2 separate regions of the Sus scrofa genome follow, and region 2 is linked to region 1. A link is a contact called in public HiChIP or PLAC-seq data. All regions are on one chromosome and are shown on one strand. The core of a region is the stretch at or near the end of the contact, and the rest is flanking DNA. Distances in the headings are between cores, read along the strand shown.

The links. HiChIP or PLAC-seq counts read pairs in DNA pulled down with a chosen protein or histone mark.
Region 2: a contact with region 1 is called in an H3K27ac HiChIP or PLAC-seq map of skeletal muscle. The contact joins two enhancer-like sites. A contact is called at or near these places in 1 of 47 Hi-C or Micro-C datasets (epiblast stem cells) and 1 of 2 datasets of contacts at active chromatin or transcription factors (skeletal muscle).

Annotation. Positions count from the first base shown.
Region 1 is chr3:94,576,889-94,580,690 of Sscrofa11.1, forward strand. All of the region lies in intron 3 of PRKCE (protein kinase C epsilon type), which reads right to left. Among named protein-coding and RNA genes, the nearest start is that of PRKCE, 290 kb to the right of the region's middle. Within about 2 kb of position 1,268, at least 46 of the 83 cell types and tissues checked have an H3K27ac peak or open chromatin away from gene starts, as enhancers often do. A contact at or near this core is called in skeletal muscle, where this site is marked.
Region 2 is chr3:94,712,355-94,716,267 of Sscrofa11.1, forward strand. The region is part of intron 2 of PRKCE (protein kinase C epsilon type); the gene reads right to left. Among named protein-coding and RNA genes, the nearest start is that of PRKCE, 150 kb to the right of the region's middle. Within about 2 kb of position 2,132, at least 1 of the 83 cell types and tissues checked has an H3K27ac peak or open chromatin away from gene starts, as enhancers often do. A contact at or near this core is called in skeletal muscle, where this site is marked.

The DNA of each region.
Region 1 (3,802 bases), core at 18-2,517:
CCACTGAGCAAGGCCAGGGATCAAACTGGCAACCTCATGGTCACTAGTCGGATTTGCTTCCGCTGCACCACAAAAGGAACGCCCAACAATGGGAAAATTTTTAAAGAAGCAGGTTTTTAAAAATTGACAGAATTTGAATCTCTTCTTCCCAAAAGGGATTACGCTCTTCATCCCTCAGGGAGCACATCTCCTTTCTCAAGATCACTACCTAAAGGATCCATACGGGAAGGTCTAAGCATCTGCAGAATTCAAAATACAAGTGGTAGATGCCTTATATCCACACCAGGCCCTGGTCTCCATGCTGAAGATTTAACAACTCAGCCCCAGCAGGTGTTCAGCAAACACCTGCTGATGGAGCGTAGCCTGAGAGTGTAAAAGGGACAGGCAGAGCTATAGCTTTTGTCCCTGTCCCTTTCAATAAAAACATCCACAGTAAGAGGCTGTGGGTTGGCAGAAGTCTCCCAGAACTGGGAGGGGCCGTTCCTGACACCTACAGAAAACCTATGGACTCCAAAAATCATACCTTGAAATTCGGGTTGAACAAGACCTTATTAGAAGGTTTAACTGGTAATAGCAATACAAATGAAATTTAAAAGTCATAGCAATAGTACACCCGAAACTAACACAACACTGTTAATCAACTGTGCTTCAATTTTTATTTTTTATACTTCAATTTTTAAAATCTTTTAAAAGCTCACCTTAATACTCTAACAGTTGTGATTATAATAAACGCATATAATTTTCCATAAGCATCAACATATTCATTAAATTAACGATTCCAATTTAAATGGAGAACAGGAGGCGTTCCTGTCGTGGCTCAGTGGTTAACGAATCTGACTAGGAACCATGAGGTTGCGGGTTTGATCCCTGGCCTTGCTCAGTGGGTTAAGGATCCGGCGTTGCCATGGGCTATGGTGTAGGTCATAGATGCGGCTCGGATCCCGAGTTGCTGTGGCTGTGGTGTAGGCCGCAGCTACAGCTCCGATTCGACCCCTAGCCTGAAACCTCCACATGCTGCCGGTGATGCCCTAGAAAAAGGCAAAAAGACCAAAAGAATAAATAAACAAACATAAAAATAAATGGAGGAACAAATTTTGAAAAATAGCAATAAACAATCAAAGATTGTGCAAAATGTCTGCTTTTAACGTGGTACAGGGGCTTCAGGCTGCCGGCTGCAATCTCTGTCCATGGGGTAAGGAAAACCTGGTCGCATTTTCCAAGCCCGCCCACCATGGCCACATGGGGGCGCGCGAGTCAACACCTTGGTCTGGGCTTCCCGCGGGCTTCCTCTCGGTAAAGTAAGAAACCACTTTGGAGCAGGAGGAGGACGTCGGTGAGCAGGGAAGCGCTACAGCATGATTTTTGCTTGGCCCGCTGCCGCGGAGGCAGTGACTCAGGCCGACTGCCCCGGGTGTTTCAGAACTGTGTGGGTGCCAGCCCAAAAGGCTTCCCCTCACTTCCTAAGCACTTTCCCAGCACCGTGGCCTGGGGCACTGGTTACTGTTATTACACCCAGGGAGGGGGGCGGGATGGGGTGGAGGAGAATTAATAAAATTTAAGGGAAAATAATCACCTAACCTGCCAAGGGGTGAGAGGGGAAACAAATGAATACACGCCTCCCTCTCTCCCTCCCCCACCCCAAAGGCGAGCCCTAGAGGGCGGGGGCTGGGAGTGGGGGTGTGGAACAACACAGACTGTTCTCCAGTATGTCACATGGTGTCCTTGGCGTGACAGGCATGCGCGCCCTAGGTGCCTGCCAGCTCTGCTCAGAGGAGAGAATCCAGCCTGAGATGCAGGACAGCAGACTGGCTCCCAAACAGTGCAGTGCCAAGCTTCTGGAACGGAAGGTCCCCCACACCCACAGGCGGCAGCATCTTCACCACGCATACCACCTAGGTCCACATCGCCAGGATAGGCCAGTGGCCCCAACACCCAGCATCACCAGACACAGAAAGGCGTGGGCAAGCCTGCACCCCAGGGCTCCCGGGCACAGGCATGGTGATGTTACAGATCACTATGGAGTCCAATGGCACTGATCCAGCAGCTACATTAGGAGAAGTGATTTAAATCCCCAAACTCCTACCACAGAAAATTCAGTGGAGCTGTGGTTTTATTTGAAGATTTTGAAAAAGAGAAACATTTTTATTTTGTTTAAACATGGAGTAATATGCACATTTTAAAGCATTAATACTGTTCTTATTTTTAAGACCAAACAATATTTCATAAGAGTTCCTAGCTTAAGGGAAGCTGCGGGAGGGGAGGTATTTGTTCCCCTGAACTCGCTTATCTATAATGAATGCAACAGTTCTGAGTTAATAGTCAAAAAGCAGAGACTCATGCAAAAATAAAATACATATACTCTTAACAATTTTAACTGACAGCATCCATCCACACTTTAAACACTTATCTGAAAATACAAACCCCTACTGGCCAGTACCAAGGCTGAGGACTTTTCTCAAAAGGATGCTCCCTGTTTTGTGTTCTGCACCGTCTCTCCCAGATGATGGATTACCTACCATTTCTAATCTTGATTTCTTTATAGAGGAGCAAGAACTTAAAAGATATTTATGAGCAAATATGAGTCGAGAATCTTTGCAGAGCTTTATTATCTGCCCCCCCCCCTTTCAGGATTCTATTGTTTTCCCCTCATGCATAATTCAAAAGCAATTTTATTAGCAATTTACCTTCCATGACTCTTTCCAAGACATTCAACTTAGTTTTCATAGAAACATTTTCTTTTTGTGCTCCTATTTCAGTAGGTTAAATGAGATTGAATCCAAATTATATAATTACAAGAAGAACAACAAACCTAAGTGACTTACTAAATACACGACTAAAATGATAGAGACAGGAGTTCCCGTAGTGGCTCAGTGGTTAACGAATCCGACTAGGAATCATGAGGTTGCAGGTTCGATCCCTGGCCTCCCTCAGTGGGTTAAGGATCTGGCGTTGCCGTGAGCTGTGGTATAGGTCACAGAAGTGGCTCAGATCCCGTGCTGCTGTGGCTCTGGTGTAGGCCAGCGACTACAGCTCCGATTAGACCCCTAGCCTGGGAACCTCCATCTGTCGCGGGTACGGCCCTAAAAAAGGCAAAAAAGACCAAAAAAAAAAAAAAAATGACAGAGACAGAAGTATAGGGAGTTCTAAAGAGCAGGTTGCTATGCTATAAGTGAGTTTTCAAGTGTGCTCTTTGGTGTCAGAAGGAATGGGAGACAGCAAATTTAGCATGTCTATAAAGCAGAAGTGGGTTAAAAGAATACCTCCTAAACTAGGATGGAAATGTCTGAAAAGTTGCAAACTCGGCATTTATTATATGGCCAAATTTGCTAGATAGAATTTACATGCAACTCTTCAGAAAAACAAATCTGATGCCCAAGCAAGAAACACCTGTACCTATCTAGGCTTCTACCAATCACCTGAGTCAGTTACAACTTGCCCAAGTTAGCATGGTTTGATCACATGCAGCCCACATCCTAGGTTTGCACTGCAAACCCCAGTTTCCCTAGGATTGAAAATACTCCTAATTGAAAAGGCAGACCCATTAAGTGAGAGGTAAAAAAATAAAAGTTTTTGGAAAAAAACAAAGGTGGATATACCATGACCTTTAGTAGGCAGCACTTTCTTAAGCAGAATACACAAAAAAGCACTAGCCATAAAGAGAAAAAAAAATGGATAAGCTGGACTAATTGAGAACTTCTATTCAGCAAAATATATTCTTAAGGAGTGAAAAGGCAAGCCACAAATTAAAAGGGACTTGTGATTTGTATATTCAACAAAGACTCAGACCTAGAATATGTAAAGA
Region 2 (3,913 bases), core at 882-3,381, 140 kb after region 1:
TAACCAACATATTTCAGGCCCAGGGACTTGCTGCCCCACACGGCCCGTCCTAGGGCCTTGAAACCAAAGACAACTACATCCAAATGCTAGGAATATGTGTGCGTTGTACTGCTTTGGACAGTGGACACAGACCCTGCTTTGGAGTGTGGGGAGATTTAGGGGAACTAAATGTTTAAGTAAGAGAAGAAGCAAAGAGATGAAGAAAAGTAATCTGAATTCTTCCTTTCATCACACGAATGAATGCAACAGAGTCTTGCAAAACCAAGTATATTTCTCAGCAGTGCCAAGTAGCCCTTTCTTGCTTCTCTCTGCATCCCAATTCCTAATTCCAGAGGTATTCATGAATTCATGTGGCATTGGTGGTTGCACCTGGCAGCTGAGGAACGCTTTGCAATATCAATTCATATTATTCTTTTTTTTTTTTTTTTTTTTTTTTTTTGTCTTTTTGCCATTTCTTGGGCCGCTCCCACGGCATATGGAGGTTCCCAGGCTAGGGGTGGAATCAGAGCTGTAGCCGCTGGCCTATGTGGGATCCAAGCCATGTCTGTGACCTACACCACACCTCACGGCAACGCCGGATCCTTAACCCACTGAGTGAGGCCAGGGATCGAACCCACAACCTCATGGTTCCGCATCGGATTCGTTAAGCACTAAGCCACAACAGGAACTCCCGATTCATATTACTCTTAAATGTGTGCAGACTTATGTCTAGATATAGCAAGAAAAAGTGATATTGACTGGGTATACTGGTAACTAGATGAATTAGAATCAGAAAAGTGTGAATAGTTTTGTCTTTATCAAAACATCGAATAAGATTTAATTAATTTTTCAAAAGTTATGGTTTAGCTTGGCTTAAGTGATTTTTATTTAAAATTTAATATTCATTAATTACATTGACATTTTGCCTTTCAATTTCATGAGATAATTTTAAATACTTTAGAAGAAAAATAACTATTTTGAAGAGCATCAATTTACTTTTTAAATTTTTATACTTACTCCAATTTATCTTTGATTAAAAATACATTCAATTTTTATATACCTTGAATATAATGACAGTTTATTGTGCGACTCTTTAGATCACTGAGAATATGAGATCACAGTAGAAACAGAAAAGAAAGCCGAGCTCAGGGAAAAGAGAAAAATTGAAAAGAATAGAAAAATCAGTAAGGAGGGGAAATGTTACACTTTAAAAAACTGAAAACACTGAAAGAAAGGCGATTTCTATTGAGCATGACCTACATACGATTTGAACTAGGATATTACAAATTCCTGATTTAATAAAGATGCAAGACTTAATTACTGATCAAAACAATGAAAATCAGGGAGGAAAAGATTCCCACCAAATGTGCACGCTAAACTTGACACTTTGCTAATAACTTTCAATCATATAAAACTCTGTGGCTTTACACATTTTTTAAATTTTGTCATTCGAAAAGCGTATTTGTCAAGCCAGGAAGCTAGAACATGTTTTATTTAACAGTGAACTTGTTTCAATATTAAGATTCCTGGTATGTGGATCCATGATAGCCCCTACACCAGGTCCTGTAAGGCTGGAGGCAGGCCTGTGTACGAGCCTAAAGGGGAATCGGTGTGTCTCAGTGGTGAGACGGTGGACTCTCAAGTTCAAACCACAGCTTCACCGCTTATGAGATGAGTTAGTTCACTACTGGGAGCTTCAGTTTCTACATCTGTACTATGGACACAATAAAGCCTACCTCATATTATAACCTAGCTCCATGATGTAAATTCCCCTTTTGTAGTCTTTAATTCTTTCTTTATATTTCCCATCTGCCTTTTACAATCTCATTTAGCCCACACCAAAGCAACAGTGGTTTCAGCTGTGCACTTGATTTGCACAAATGACTCTGCTGCTCCCTGAGATTCAGCTGGGACAAAGAACATAGCATGGTGGCCCTGGAAACCTCATTAATCTTGGCCTCACCAAGGATACCAAGGAGCTGGCTCCCGGGTTTATCACATTATGCATCCCCAAGAATTCTTCCTGGGAATATAAAACGAAGAAATGGGAACAAGGCTCCATTCCTGGTTTTTGGCAAATCCAGGGGCTCCGTAAGCCCAGCACAGGGTTTTGCTGTGCTGGCAATTTGCATTCTCCTTCAGCTAAAATCCAGCTGGATACCTGAGCCCCTCGACCTTTACTGAGGTATGGCATGGCAGCATTGACACTGAAAGACGAACACCAAGAGTGCCAAGGCAGTTACAGGTCAAAAGGACGGGACTTAGAACAACACGAAGCAATGGAGTGCAAGACAGCCCTTCCTGAGTGTGTGAAGACCCAGCCGTCCTTTCCAACAGGTGGCTGGCCCAGCAGGTGAGACCCTCTGAAAGGGACCTGTTTAAATTTCAGTCTCTCTGAGGGGCTCCGCCACCTTCCAGAGCATCAGCGCGCTCTACTGGCTTTGCACAAGGAGTCAATTGAAGGGAACAGCGATTTCAGCCGTGTGCCTAGAAGCAGCCTGCTGGAAGGCTACAAAATAAGATGTGGCCGCCAAGCTCTGGAAAGGACACTTGTGAGAGTGAACGTGCTATGCACCATTTTACTGGGTCCACAAGCGTAAACCAGGACTGTCCGGGGAAAGCGGGGCCTCACTGTCACCCCGGTCACAGACTGCTGGGTCACCCCAGTAAGGACAAGGGGGTTCATGGCTCCTCCTCCCCCAACCATCCATCCAGCCGTCTTTGGTCTGGGTTTGGCTCATAGAAGACTGAGCAATAAGGCAGAAGACGTCAGGGGACCTGGGTCTTGAACTCTGCAAGTGGCCTCTAAAGTGGGCTTGGGGGACATTTCCCTACAGGGACAAAGAGGATACCCACCAACACTGAGGAGATAACAGGCAGTGCGAAAATATCGCACACTCCACAGAAAGCATGACTCTGCCTGCTCTCAACCCCCTCTCAAGTGTGCGTTGTCTGAAACACCTTAGCCCACACGAGGCACGTGGTCTCCTACGCTGTGATGTCTCATAAAAATAGCAAACAGAGCTATGTGACCTTGATTCTTTTTTAAGCAACTTTATTATCTTTATCTATAAAGTTAAAAAACCTCATGACCTTTCCAGTGCTACCATTTTTGACCTGGACCTGGGAGAAATTTGCACCCTAGCTAATAACAAGGGCTCGGCCTATTGACCACGACATACCAGCCACTGTTTTCAGCCCGCTCCCTCTATTTCCTCATTTCAGCTCTCCAGCTCCCTAGCTCCCCAGTGAAGTAGATTCTGTAGTGATCTCATTCAGCAGATGGAAAAGCCGAGGCCAGAGAGGCTACATTGACTTGCCTGGAATTAGACTGCCCAAGTCAAGATAAGGCAGAGCCTCCTCTCAAGTTCAAGGTCAGTGTTAATTTCAGTTTGGTAAATACTAAATGCTCTCATCAGAAACCAGCAATAGCCAACCCTTACATAAGAATCAGGCATTGCCCTCAGCGCATAGCATATATTAACTCATTTCATGCTCATTACATCCAAGAAATAGAAATTATTAACACCTTGTTTAGACAAGACGACACTGAATCATAGGAAGCTAAGGAACTGCCCAAGGTTCCCGCTAGTAAGAGCTAGGATCTGAATCCAGGCAGCCAGGCTCCAGAGTCTGTGTTACCAGCCCCATTACACTAACTCCACCTGGACATTTTGTGATCATAGAAGAGGGATGACTAATCTGGGGCAAGGATTGGGGTGGGACTCCTGGGGAAGATGTCAAAGACTTAGCCTGCGTTAGACAAGTAGAGCAAGGAATGGCATTCTACACTCAAGGAACAGCATGGGCAAAGGCACAGAGGTGTGAAGAATAAGGGCATTCAAAGAAATGCACGCAAGGCTAGAGTGAAGGGTGATAAAGGATGGGAAAATTCCTTAGAGATGATGACATGTTTCCTCTTCTATTCTTTTCA